3 separate regions of the Sus scrofa genome follow, and regions 1 and 3 are each linked to region 2. Evidence: chromatin contacts called from public HiChIP or PLAC-seq data. All regions are on one chromosome and are shown on one strand. Each heading gives the region's core, a stretch centred on a gene start, on an enhancer-like site or on the middle of the called end of the contact. The rest is flanking DNA. Distances are from core to core; before and after follow the strand shown.

Evidence for each region. HiChIP or PLAC-seq counts read pairs in DNA pulled down with a chosen protein or histone mark.
Region 1: a contact with region 2 is called in an H3K27ac HiChIP or PLAC-seq map of alveolar macrophages. The contact joins the promoter of MAST3 here to the promoter of IFI30 in region 2. A contact is called at or near these places in 10 of 47 Hi-C or Micro-C datasets (blood, brain, embryonic fibroblasts and 5 more) and 2 of 2 datasets of contacts at active chromatin or transcription factors (alveolar macrophages and skeletal muscle).
Region 3: a contact with region 2 is called in an H3K27ac HiChIP or PLAC-seq map of alveolar macrophages, with 2.3 times the contacts expected there. The contact joins the promoter of LOC100736865 here to the promoter of IFI30 in region 2. A contact is called at or near these places in 1 of 5 promoter capture datasets (liver), 17 of 47 Hi-C or Micro-C datasets (alveolar macrophages, blood, embryonic fibroblasts and 9 more) and 1 of 2 datasets of contacts at active chromatin or transcription factors (alveolar macrophages).

Annotation. Positions count from the first base shown.
Region 1 is chr2:59,697,565-59,702,115 of Sscrofa11.1, forward strand. It overlaps MAST3 (microtubule-associated serine/threonine-protein kinase 3), which reads right to left and starts at 1,804. Exons shown (of 28, transcript XM_021083495.1): 1 at 1,718-1,804. The coding sequence starts at 1,756.
Region 2 is chr2:59,632,034-59,636,641 of Sscrofa11.1, forward strand. It overlaps IFI30 (IFI30, lysosomal thiol reductase), which reads right to left and starts at 1,681. Exons shown (of 7, transcript NM_001131046.1): 1 at 1,496-1,681; 2 at 322-504; 3 at 154-228. The coding sequence starts at 1,615. LOC106507303 (a long non-coding RNA gene) reads left to right here and starts at 742. Exons shown (of 2, transcript XR_002341594.1): 1 at 742-1,141; 2 at 1,503-3,488. LOC106507302 (a long non-coding RNA gene) reads left to right here and starts at 4,062. Exons shown (of 3, transcript XR_001303188.2): 1 at 4,062-4,266.
Region 3 is chr2:59,556,612-59,560,773 of Sscrofa11.1, forward strand. LOC100736865 (PLASMODESMATA CALLOSE-BINDING PROTEIN 4-like) reads left to right here and starts at 2,296. Exons shown (of 3, transcript XM_005654894.3): 1 at 2,296-2,447. The coding sequence starts at 2,378. KIAA1683 reads left to right here. Exons shown (of 2, transcript XM_021083531.1): 2 at 447-1,466. The coding sequence ends at 1,382.

The sequences.
Region 1 (4,551 bases), core at 554-3,053, 66 kb after region 2:
ATACTCTGTGACAACTGTGTAGACAGTGGCTATGATTCTGAGCCTCAGTTTCCCCTTTTGTAACATGGGACTCATCATTAAGGAATGGGTGCCTCTTCGCCATGGAACGGCCCCCACTTTCTGACGTCAGCTGCACCCCCATTCGCCTACCCGAAGGCAGTTTCTCTATTTTAAGAGGCTGCAGGCGGGGCTCAAGTCTATCTGGGGCTCCAGGCGGGGCCTGTTTCCCCACAACACCCGACTGCTCACCAGTCCTGCTGCACCTCCTCCTCTAGGCTCAGGCCCCCACTGCTGTCTCTGACACCCAGCCCTCCCTTTCTGCGCCGAATGTCCTGGTTGGTGGTGTGTGTGTGTGTGTGTGTGTGTGTGTGTGTGTGTGTGTGTGTGTCTCTTCCTTGGAGCTCTACCTTCATTCTCCCTGACCTTGAACCCAAACACATGCAGCTGCCCTTTACCTCTGGAGAAGTTTGCAGTCCTACAACCCGGGTTCAAAAGCCACCTTTCCCCTCCCGCATCAGCTTCACCCCTGTCCTTACTAGGTTCTAGCTTTTTTCAGCCTCTTTCATTTCCCCAAACACCTATCCCCTGCCCTGCCACCAGTGGCTGCCTCTTCTGTCCCAATGCTACCCAGCAACCCTTGGTTCATGTGCCTTCTCCAGGGGTGCCTGAGTGTGCCCATCACAGCAGATCCTCTACAGTGCCACTGCTGCTCAGGGGACCATCTCCCCCAACAGGCTGGGGGATCCAGGAAGGGAGTTCCAGAGGGTGAACCCCTCCTCCCCTGCCCTGCCTCTCCAGAGTGAGGGGAGGGGGCATACAGCAGGCACTTAATAAATGTTTGTCGGGTAAATGTTGAATCCCGGATGCCCTCTGCTTGCAAATGGTGGCTTCTTAAGTGTCGTCTAAACCTCAGAAGGAAATGGCTAGAATGTCTAACTTCCCATTGCACAGATGGGAAAACTGAGGCCCAGTGAAGTCAAAGAAGTTGCCGCCCGCGGTCACGTGGGTTCGAATATCAGCCTCTGCTAGCCCTAACGCCTATGTTCTTATCTCCTGGTGGCACTGCCTCCCAAACATAAACCCGAGGTTACAGGTCAGAAAAGGCCCTTATAGTGAATGGGGAAACTGAGGTTCAAGGAAGCAAGAGGGCCTCCCGCCAACGCCGCTCCCTTCCCAAGCCACACAGCCACTTGGCAATGGTTTGTGCGCCAGAGAGCTGATTAAGGGCGCTGGACTGAATCCCTGCTGGGCCACCTAAGGTTTGTGACTTTCCTAGACTTGAGCCTGTTTCCTTAACTGACGAATGGGTGTCTGGATAGCCCCAATCTCCCCAGCTTGTGTTAAGGGTTGAGCTGAGGCAGGGTGCGGTGGCGCTGCGAAGGCAGGAGGCAAGTTTTAATAAACATTAATTAGTCTTAATATATCACTAGTAAAATGATTAATACAACAATGAATATATGGTGAGCGCTCAAATGCTGCTGGTGGAGAGAGCGAAACCCTCAGCCCCTTTCTCCAACGGAGCCTCACTTTCTCCGTATGTCAAATAGGCATACCCTCTTCCCATCATACGAAAAGCACTTTGAGATGCGAGCGGGAGCCTCCAGAGCGCTTCCCGCCCTCTGCCTCAGTTGCCCCTGGCCAGCCAAAGCCCCCACCCCGACACGAAGGCTGGGTTCACTCCGCCAGCGCCCTCCTCCCGCCCGCGCTGGTGCCTCACCTGGAGCCCACGGCGTCGCAGGAGACTTGGCTCGTCCATGGCCCGCTAGTCCGCACTGCTGGCCGGCGCCCGGCCCCGCCTCAGCCTGCCAGGCCCCGCCACCCCGCGCCATTGGTCAAGCCGGTCAGCTGACGAGCTGTGACCCCGCCCCTCCTTGAGAGCTTTTCTCGAAAGGTCCGCCCACTTTGGGCGAGCCTGCCCCGCCCTTCCAGGCCCCTCCCCACCCCTCCAGCCCAGAAGTAAACATTTTTCAATGAATCTTCCCAGATTTTAGAAATCTTTTTACCAGGTAAACACCTGATTTAAAAAAAAAAAAACTCTTTTGCCAATGAGGAAACTGAGGTTCAGAGAAGTTAATCCATGTGCCCTGGGCCCGCAACAAGGGTGAAGAGTGTGGGGCACTCACCTCCATGCAATATTTAAGGGCCCGCAAATAAATCGGTAATCAAGATATATAATATTTTGGAGTTCTCTTGTGGCGGAGCGGGTTAAGGATCTGGCGTTGTCACTGCAGCAGCATGGGTCGCTCAAACTTTGGCAACGGTTCTATCCTTGGCCCCAGGAACTTCCACATGCCCCAGGGGCGGCCAAAAAAAAAAAAAAAAAAGATATATAGTATTTTAATACAACATTTTAAAGAATCAAAACTAATGCAAAAATGCATAATGAGCTAAACATCAACATTTTAAGTAAAGACAGGATCAAGAGTTCCGCTGTGGCGCGACCGGATTAGCTGTGGTGCAACCAGATCAGGAATGTCTCTGTAATGCCAGGACACGTGTTCAATCCCCGCCCTGCACAGTGGGTTATAGGATCCTTGCCTAATCTGGGTAGGTCGCTATTGCAGCTGGGATCTGATCCCTGTCCTGGGGAAGTCCATAAGCCCGACGGCCAAATAAACAAGTTAATTAAATGAGAGGATCAGACTCTGCCCTTGCATGTCTTTGCCTCCCTTGTCTCATCCCTATCCTGGTCCTTGTTCCAATAAATCTTTATTAACAAGAATAGATTGCCACTGTAGTTGTTAGGTTTTTTTTGTTTGTTTGTTTGTTTGTTTGTTTGTTTGTTTGTTTGTTTTGAGGATAACTGCTTTTGCTGAGTGCCAGCTGAGCACCCAGCCAAGTGCCTCATGAAGACCTCTCACAGGTATTTGACCATCATTGTTCAGTCTGACTTGGCAGAAGGGAAAGGGAGGCTGGGAAAAGTCCAAAGTCCCAGGATGGCACTCACATTCTCTCTTTCACTAGGGCCCCACTGTCTCTGCAGCTGCAATTTTCCTCCTTTACCGCCCTGTTCTGACCAGACATTAGAGAATGTTCTTACATTGGAGGGAACCCTAGGTAGGGTCTCTGGCTAATGACCTGTGAGGTACTGTAGGATCCCACCAAGTTATAGTGGCCAGATTGAGGACATCAAAATCAAGACTTCAAGACAAAACTTGTTTATCTCATCCATGAAATTGACTTGTAATTCACCTACCATAAAATTCACCATTTTAGGGAGTTTCGGGAGGCGCAGTGGAAACAAAACCGACTAGGAACCATGAGGTTGTAGGTTCGATCCCTGGCCTTGGTCAGTGGATTAAGGATCTGGTGTTGCTCTGGCTGTGGTGTAGGCCGGCAGCTACAGCTCTGGTTAGACCCCTAGCCTGGGAACCTCCTTATGCCATGGTTGTGGCCCTAAGAGACCAAAAAAAAAAAATCACCTTTTTAAAGTACACAGTTCTGTGGTTTTTAATGTTCACAGCCCTCTTGTGCAATCATCTAAATTTAGAACACTTTCATCAGCCCCTAAAGAAAACCTATACTGTGACTTGCTTTCGTGGCTGAGCAGTTAACTAACCCTACTAGTATCTATGAGAATGTGGGTTCGATCCCTAGCCTTGCTCAGTGGGTTAAAGATCTGGCATTGCTGTGGCTGTGGTGTAGGCCAGCAGCTGCAGCTCCAGTTCGACCCTTAGCCAGGGAATGTCCATATGCTACAGGTGTGGCCCTAAAAAAACAAAAACAAAGCAAAACAAAACAAACAAAGAACCCTATACTGGTGAGCAGCCACTCCTCCATTCTGTCCCTCCCCTAGTCCCTGGTAACCAGCAATCTGATTTCTCTCTCTATGAATTCGCCAGTGCTGGACATTTCACATAAATGGACTCATGCAAACCTGTGGCCTTTTGTGTCTGGCTTTTTTCACTCATCATGATGTTTTCAAGATTTGTTTACATTGCAGCAAATGCCGCTACTTCATTTTTTTTTATGGCTAAATAGTATTTCAATGCCTGGATAGACATGTTTTGTCTATTGTCTGTTTTGTGATCCATTAACAGACATTTGAGTTTTCCACTTTTTGGCTGTTGCGAATAGTGCTTCTGCGAACATTCATGTGCAAGTTTTTGTGTGGATATATACTTCCAGTTCTCTTGGGTATATACCTAGCAGTGGAATTTCTGAGTTTTTTTGTTTTGTTTTGTTTGTCTTTTTGCCTTTTCTAGGGCTGCACCAGCAGTATATAGAGTTCCCAGGCTAGGGGTTTAATCGGAGCTGTAGCTGACGGTCTATACCAACAGCCACAGCAAAGCCAGATCCAAGCTGTGTCTGTGATCTACACCACAGCTCATGGCAATGCCAGATCCTTAACCCACTGAGTGAGTCCAGGGATTGAACCCACAACCTCATGGTTCCTAGTCAGCTTGTTAACTACTGAGCCACAAAGGGAACTCCTGGAATTCCTGAGTTTTTAATATTTTCAGAAACTACCAGACTATTTTCCAAAGCAGCCACTGTTATGGGTTGAATTGTGTTCTCCCAAAATTGATAAGGTGAAATCCTCCACCCTCA
Region 2 (4,608 bases), core at 431-2,930:
GCAATATTGATTGAGGTTATCTTCTTAGTGATATCAAAGAGGGTATCCTTAGGACATAAGGCAATCCCTTCTGAGTCTTGATTTCACCTTCCTTATCACCAGTAGACTCCTCAGCCTCTATGCCCCCCACTCGGGAACTCTGGGGCTGCTCACCTCCACCTTGTTCATCTTGCACTCCTGCTCGCCGTGCTGGCACGTAAATTCCCACCTGCCGCTGACATTTCGTTCCTGAAAGGCAATGGGGTAAATGCTGGCTGCCCCCCACCAGCCGCATTCCCTTCCCCTGGCCGAGTGCCCCCAGTTTCCCTGGTGCCCACACACCTGGGCGTTTCCATAGGGTACCAGTGTGACATTGAGGATTTCCCAGACCATCAGCCACGTGGGGAAGAGCTCTCGGACTAGGAAGTACCGGCAGCCATTGCACAGCGACTCATAGTAGAGGTTCACGTTGACAGGTGGAGGGTCAGACTTCCCCACGGGTCTCTGCAGGCATGGCTCACCGGCCTGCGTGGGAGAAAGGGGTGTGAAATCAAACGAAGTCCTGCTTGGTTCTCTTGCAGAAAAAGAGCTGCAAACAGGAAGTGATACACTCCTTCCAGACCTTGCCAGATGGAATCCTGACTTAAAGGCTTCACAGCATCCCTAAATCTTCCTAAATCTCAGTCTGTCTGCAAAATGGATGTGAAAAAGATTCGAAAACAGTAGGCAGTTCATGTATGCACAAGTCTTGCTTTCCTCCAGGTTAGGTGAAACTCCCCACGCGGGGGGACTGCAAGCAGTAAGAATTCAAGGCATGCTCACTTCTGATCCCTGCCGTCAATCCTGCCTTCTGAGCGGTGCGTACCGCGAAAGCATGCTCATTTGTCACTTCATCCCCAGAGCCCTGGCCGGGAGCTGAGCGAGCGTCTATACCCGCGCTGACTCCTTTTTAAATTCTTCCTCTCAGCGGGCTCACTGAACCCCTCCCAAGGCTACTGCAGAGGCGGCGCCTAATAGGTGCTGACTTCCGGCTACAGCTGAGGGGTGGCGGTCGCCCGCGTCTGTGAGCAAGTCGCTCAGACTCCGGGGCATCTGCTTCCTCCGCACCAGAAACACGCGAGCTCCTCCCGGGAGCCCCTGACGAATGCGGGTGGGCGCTTAGGTAATCCGGGCTTCCCCTGGGCTGAAAGAGAGATTCTGATTCCCGCTCCAGAGGTACACAGTAGGTGCTCAATGCACCCTGGGATGGGGTGGGGGAATTGCGGGGGGTGGGTGGGGGAATTGCGGGGGGATGGGTGGGGGATAGCTGAGCGACTCAGATTTCAGAAGGAAGCGAAAGAGAAAGGAAAGTGTGACCAGCGAGGCGGGGTGTTTTTTGAGGGGGTCAGTACCGATCCGAGAAGCACCTTCCCGAGCCCGGTCGACTCCGCCGAAGTCTGGGGAGAGGGGAGGAGCCGCCGGCCCCCTACTGGGGCGCCAGTCCCCGCTGTCCCTCCCGCCGAGTAGCCGTCCCTACCTTGCAGGGGGCCGCCCCCTGGAGGAGTGACTGCAGCGGGGACGCCGGCGCTGCCGCGGGGACCTCCAGCAGCAGCAGCAGCAGCAGAGGCAGGAACGGCAGGAGAGGCGACGAGGCCATCACGACGGAGGGGCCAACGTACGACGGCAGAAGCAGCTGCCCCGGGAAAGAGCCGCCTTTAAGCCGGCGGTGGCCCAGCCCCCCTGCCGAACCCGCCCCCTGGTGCCCACGCCCCTCGGGGGCCCGGGCGGCGTCTCTAAGCATCTCGACTTCTCTCTCTCTTTCCTTCTTTCTCTTTCTCTCTTTCTTCTCTCCTCTCTCTCCCTCTCTGGGTGTACCTTTTCCACCTGAGCTCCACCCTACCCCCACCCCCACCAGGTGCTGGGCCCCCAGTCGCATGGACCATGAGCTGCTCTTCGATCTCCCCCGTCCCTTTCCCGCAATCAGCCCCGACCAGCCGTGTGAGGCTTGAGCATCTTGAGCAGAGGTGAGGTGGGGGCTTAGAGACAGAGACACAGCAAGACCGAGAGTTAGGAGGGCCACTCTGGGCCCAGGGATCCCTCTTGGGGGCGGCCAGGTTGACCTAGCCCCGCCCCGCCTCCCTAGCCCAGAGACCCTGCCTTCCCACCCTGTGCTCTGATGTGGGTGGGGGTGGCCGATCCTCTGCCTGAGAGTGGGCAGGGGCTGCCGCATCCCCGTTCCCTCCCTCTAGCCTGGCCCAGGACCCTTCTTCCCAACTTTCTCCCCCTCCCCCTCTCAGGCTCCCCAGCCCTGAAGCTCCAGATCCAACAGCGTGGTCCCGTGAGGCTGACTCAGGCTTGGCCACAGCTGGGCCAGAAAGCAGAAGCCAGAGCAGGGAGGGGCACCTCCCTTCTCTTGGTCCCCCACTCCTGGCTTGGGGGTGGGAGAGAAAAAAATCTGGCATTTCTTCTTTCTATCCTCCAGGGCTTGGGGAGAGCAGGCCATCCCTCCTTTCAGCCAGCTCCCTTGCTGGAGGAGAAGCCGAGTCGGAGCAGTCATAACTGAAAGCCTATAGTGTGTACATGGGGTGGGGGTGAGGGATCAGCCCGTGGAAGACCCAGGATGGCAGGAATCAGCCAGAGCCAGGTTTGCCCTGGGACTGTGCTGGGCACCTCAAGTGGTGGAGCCTCAACTTCCCCTTCTGTAAAATGGGAGAAGTGAGGTTTGGGAAATAAAGCTACCAGAGGGAGAGTTGCCCCAGGCTGCGGGTAGAGGTGGCACATCTGGGTTTGTAAGCCTGGGAAGGTGTGGACAGGACAGCAGTGTGGGAGGGAGGAAAGAATGGCCCAGATAGGAGTTCCCATCGTGGCTCAGTGGTTAACAAATCCAACTAGGAACCATGAGGTTGCGGATTCGATCCCTGGCCTTGCTCAGTGGGTTAAGGATCCAGCGTTGCCATGAGCTGTGGTGTAGGTCGCAGACCTGGCTTGGATCTGGTGTTGCTGTGGCTCTGGCGCAGGCCGGCAGCTACAGCTCCGATTAGACCCCTAGCCTGGGAACTTCCATATGCCGTGGGTGCAGCCCCAGAAATGGCAAAAAGACAAAAAGATTAAAAAAAAAACAAACAAAAAAAAAACAGTCCAGATAAAGGCGAGAAGGCTGGGAGTGTCAGGGAAGTAACTGAGACATTCAGACTTTGTAGGGCCTTGACGGGACAAGGGTCTGGATTGCACGGGAGGAAACACCCATCCCTGGCCCAGAAAACAGCCCAGTCCCCCAGCCTCCCTAGCCTGGTCCCTTCCAGTTCTGGGGAAACCCCAGCCTGCATGGCCACATTCATGGAAGCTGGGGTTCCCCTGAAGTCCCCAATAGCTGGACAATCCCCCATCTGACCTTTTGGAGCCATTCACAAAACCCATTTCCTTTGTAGAAGCTTCTGCAAGACTAAGTAACCCCGCTTGGGGCAACTAGTGGGCGCTCCATGCTGTACTGGGCAGGACAGAAAAAATAACAATAAACAGAATTGCTACGATTTTCCCAGTGGTTATTAAGCCCCAGCCCTATAGCAGGAATTCATAAACCTCACACATTTGATCATGGAACCCTCAGAGATAGCCATTGGAGGTGGGGGTAAGCAACTATTGACCCAACTTGGTAAGAGGAAAAATTTTTTTTAAACATTGTTATTTATTTATTTATTTTTTACAGCCGCACCTGTGGCATACGGAAATTTCCAGGCTAAGGATCAAATCGGAGCTGCAGCTGCCGGCCTGCACCACAGCCACGGCAATACTGGATCTGAGACCTATGCTGCAACTGCGGCAATGCCAGATCCTTAACCCACTGAGCAAGGACAGGGATCAAACCTGCATCCTCAAGGACACTATGTTGTGGACCTTTTTTTTTGCTTTTTTAGGGCTGCACCCTCAGCATATGGAAGTTCCCATGCTAAGGGGTTGAATCAGAGCTACAGCTGCCAGCCTACGCCACAGCCAGAGCCATGTGGGTTCTGAGCCACATCTGCGACCTACACCACAGCTCCTGGCAATGCCAGATCTTTAACCCACTGAGCGAGATCAGGGATCGAGCCTGCATTCTCATGGATACTAGTTGGATTCACTTCTGCTGCGCCGCAGCAGGAAATCCACTAGGTTGTATTCTTAACCCACTGAGACATAACAGGAACTCTGGTTAAGAGGAAACTGAGGAGCAGAGAAGGGAGGAAACACGGTTGAGTGCGGGTACCAGCTTAAGGCTGTGTGGGCTGACTGTTCTCTTTGGTCCCCAGGCTGGGCTACAGGACTAAGAAGGTAAGCTTTGTACTGCATGTTCACCCACATGGTGGGTGAAGGGGCGGGGTGGGCAGAGTCCAGGTTGGAGTTATTTATGGTGCCTCCTGACTGGCCACTCAGTGGGGTCAGTGCTTGGGAGAGTTCAGAGCTCTGAGGCCAAGGGAAGCAGCTCCTGTCCTTGTGAGAGCGAATCACAAGAGATGAGGCAGAGGCAGCCTCATCCCTCCATCCCCCCAGGGCTGCCTCAGGCATGTCGGGTGGAGGAGGGGGCAGGACAGAAGGCTCCCAGCCCTGGGTGTGGGAGAAGGCTGAGGGACAGGGACATTGGGGAAGGGGGAATGGTGGTGAACATGAGTCCAG
Region 3 (4,162 bases), core at 1,046-3,545, 75 kb before region 2:
GAGGGGTAGAGGCCGGGGGGTTCCAGAAGCCAGTGTCCAGGGGTCTGATTCAGAATGGCCATGGGTCCCTTGGCCCTAGAAAGTCCTACAGGGCCATGCATGATATCCCTGCCTCAGAGATGCCAAGCAGTTCTGAGGCCCATACCGTGCCCCCCCATCAGGAGCAGGAGGATGCCCCCAGGTCCTTACAGGAAGTTCCACGCCCTTCCACAGGTGCGGTGCCGGCCATCATGCCAATAATCCGCACTGGTGAGGCGGCACACGGCGTGGCCATCACTAGGCTGAACCCGGGGGTTCGCAGGGTGTCTCTTGGCTATGAGTCTTCACCAGATGGTTCCCGGCGGCCCCTTTTTAGCCACGAGTCGCCGCTGGTGTCTCAGGATTCTCTTAGTTCCAGGGCTCCTTTGGACAGTCACCAGCCATCCCTGACTCCCGCTGTACTCCAGGGCCCTGAGGACGCTGGCGTGTCTGGTGGCCAAGCGTGGAACTCCGCCATCCCCAGTGTCGCAGTCGGGCCCAGGAACAGCACCATAGTCCCTGGTGGCACATGGGAGCCAGCCAGGGGCACTGTGCCATGGGAGGCCACGGGCGGCAAGGCGGCGGTGGATCCCAGCCAGCCAGGGGAGCTGGTGGCGTCGGTGCAGGCTGTGGAGAAGATAATCATCCATGCCGCGGTCATTATCCAGGCGTGTACGCGCGGCTACCTGGTGCGCCGTACCATCAAGGTGTGGCACCAGTGGGCCATCATCATCCAGGCTGCCTGGCGAGGTTACTGCGTGCGGCGGGACTTGGCCCAGCTCTGTAGAGCCGCCACAATCATCCAGGCTGCGTGGAGAGGCTTCTGCGTCCGCCGGAGCCACACCCAGCAGATGCTGCTCCCAGCTGTGTGGGCTGCAGTGGGCGGGGGTGGGGGTGGGGCCAGGTCAATATCTGACCACCGCTGCTACCAGTCCTGCCAGCCACACGCTTGTAGCCTCTGCCAGTCCCTGAGCTCTGGGCTGGGGAGCCCACCCAGCGTGGTGATGCTTGTGGGTTCCAGCCCCCGTACATGCCACATGTGTGGCCACACCCTGCCCACGCGGGTGGTGCAAGGTACCGGCCGGGGTGCTGTAGTCCAGGCCAGCATGCCACGGGGCTGCAGCATCCAGCCAACCTCCCGGAGCCCCCCGCAACCCCATAGCCAGAACAAGGCAGCCACCACCATCCAGTCCTCCTGGAGGGGCTTCAGGGTACGCCGCCAGCTGAAGCAGCAGCAGGTAGCAGCTAAGATGCTTCAAGCGAGCTGGCGTGGTCGCTGCACCCGGGCCTCCCTCACCACGGATGCGCTCTTGGGCCCAGCAGCATGGGACAACTCACGGCACACGCAGTGGCCAGGCGTCTAGGACATTGGCTTACCGGTGGGGGGACACCAGGGCAGGAGCCATGTGGCTCTCTGGGTCTAATGAATAAAGCCCTCCACAGCCTGAGTCTTGGTCTACCTGTGCTTATGGGGCATCTTGGGCATGGTGTGTTGGGGGAATTAGGGGGGCATCTGGAACATCCTGGACAGGAGGGCCCCAAAACTTCCAACCATGGAGTTGGCACTTGGGGTCTGTGGCTGGGGAGCCCACCCCTAAGCCTTTCCTGGAGGTCAGGGCTGCCACTGTGGCCTCAGTGTGCCACGATATCCATCCATGATTACAGGAACAGTGTCAGATGGAGGCCATCCCCAGTGCCTTCCAGAAGCCAGTCTCTGGGGACCTGACCTAGAAGGGCCGTCATGAGTCCCTTGGCCCTTGAAAGTCCTATGGGTGCATGCATGTGTGCCTCATTCAGGAAATACCAGAGAGAGTTCTAGCCACATCTTGATCCAGGGCATGGGGGGGTGGGGGGAGGCTGGGTCTACCTCAAGGGACCCTAGTCTGGGTGAGGGAGAGCCAGACACAGACATCCTTAGTTGGTGGGATCAGGGACAGGGCAGAGAGGGAAGGCAAGGGCTGGGGACACCCAGAAGGGGCAGCCTGCCCAAGAGGAGGTGCAGCGGGCGGTGACAGCATGAGTTTGGAGCAGCCACAGAGGGGGACCAGAGCGGCGGGGGCACCAGGGGGAACTGGAAGGGGTAGAGGTGTCCTGAGGGACTAGGCAGAGTGTAACTGCTTCAGAGTCATGAACCAGGAGAGTTCGTTAGGAGAGGTGGGTAGGCCAGATGGAGAAAGGGGGTCAGGAGTGTCACCTCTGGTGAGCAGTAGCGCCCCCTGGAGGCCCTATGTCCCGAGGGTCCGCCTCTGACGCTCCCCTGAGCAGCCCCGCGTGCTGCCAGCAGGGGACGCGCAGGGGTAAGAAGCCGGCACCTGCCACACACCTGTGCAGAGCCCGCCCTCCGCTTCCCGTCGCAAGAATGGCGGGCTCCCAGCTGCCGCCGCTGCCTCTTCTGCTGTTGGTTCTCTTGCTGCCGCTGATACCTTCTGGTGAGAATTTTCTACTGACATTTCAGGTAAAAACAGGTAAAAAGGAGATCCGGCTTCCACGAAGCCGGAGAGGGCGTATGGCCTAGCCACACATCTGGCGGCTAGACTTCTCCCGCAGGCTGGTCTGCAGGTGCCCCCTATCTCCCAAAGGGCTGTTCTTTCTACCAGAAGTAAGGTGGGGAGGTCACGAGAACAGTGGGAACACTACAGCGTCTCCACCCCCTACCCCAGCCCAGAGAGCTCCCAGTTTTGCCAAGCCAGCGTGACCCGAACCAGGGAGAGGCTAGTTGAGTGCCTCACACCCAGTCTGAGGTTCTATTTCAAACCTCAGTTTCTCCTAGCCAGTCCTCAAAGAGTAGGGACGCCAGGACCATGAGGAGGCGGGGTGGGCAGGAGGAGGGCTCACTTTTTGGTCACTGAGCATCTATGGCCCCTGGGAGTTCTTGGCGCCTGACAGTTACTTTCTGCTTCACTTTGAGACAGTTCCCAGGGCAGAGAAGAAATTATTGCAGCCCTTCCCATCCCACCAAGTCATCATTCCCTCTGACCCACGTCCCCACCCCAAACCTGGAATGTCAGAGTGGCGGCCACCAAGCCTGAGACTCTTACAGCGAAGACTTCACTCAGAAGGCAGTACATTTGTCCCCATTTCATAGCTCAGGAAACTGAGGCTCAGCCTGTGGTGGACCCAGATTAGAACTAGTTGACTTGGCTCATGCCAGCCTCCTGGTCCAGGAGTCTCTGGGCAAGGCAAACTCCTGGCACAGTGTGCAGAAACAGCCCCACTTTACCTTCTGGTCAACTCTGCTCTGTGCCAGGTACTCAGTGGAGCTTGTGCCCCCACCACCACCTCCTCTTTCCAGGTCCATTAGTTTTCCTCCGTTCAATTGAAAAATTTAACTCCTCAGACGTCTGGTTTGGCTTAGGGTCCACTGTGGCCCGAGTCATCTTCATTTCAGCAGAAACCTCTCGTCCTCTGGATTCATCTTCAAATGATGGTGGGAGGCAGTTTGGGGAGGCTGGACTCTTAAGTCCTTGGTTTCTTTGAGGTCCTTAAGGGGCCCTCTTCCCTCTCTCTCTGTCACCTCAGGCCAGATGTTAAACTATTCTAAGCCTCAGTTCCCCACCTGTAAAATGGGGATGAAATAAGGCTAGTGCACCATGCTACTTCTAGACTCATCTGTCATCCCCACAGGGCCTGGGAAATTGGACCGAGAAATGGAGGTCTGTTTATGAACCAAGCTCCCTCCTGGGCCCAGTACTGGATGTTATTTCCGCATTTCTACTGCTTGGGGTGAGGCAGGGTAGAAGCACAAAGATCAGTACAGGGCAGAGTGGGTAGGGGTGGGGCAGGGAGTAGTTGATGAATGAACTTGCAAGCAGTGAAGCTGCCCAGCAGCCTGGAACTGGAAAGGAAGTAATTGTGGGCAGTGAGTCATGAACTCTTTACCCACCCTCAGCCTGGCCCCGGGGCTCAACGTTTAGGATGGGGTAGGAGCTAGGGAGTAGCTGGAGCAAGGCAGTGGGGGCTTCAGAGCCTTGATTCACTCACTGTTCCTTTTGCGTCCCCTTAAAACTCTGAGTTTAGCCATGGGACCTTCCAGGTACCTGGGGAAGAAGGTTAGGGCTGATCCTCCTTGGGTGCTCAGAGGTGGCTCTGTGCCTGCTTGCAGCATTGTGTCGCTATGTGCCAGACACCTGTGTGACTTCTCAGA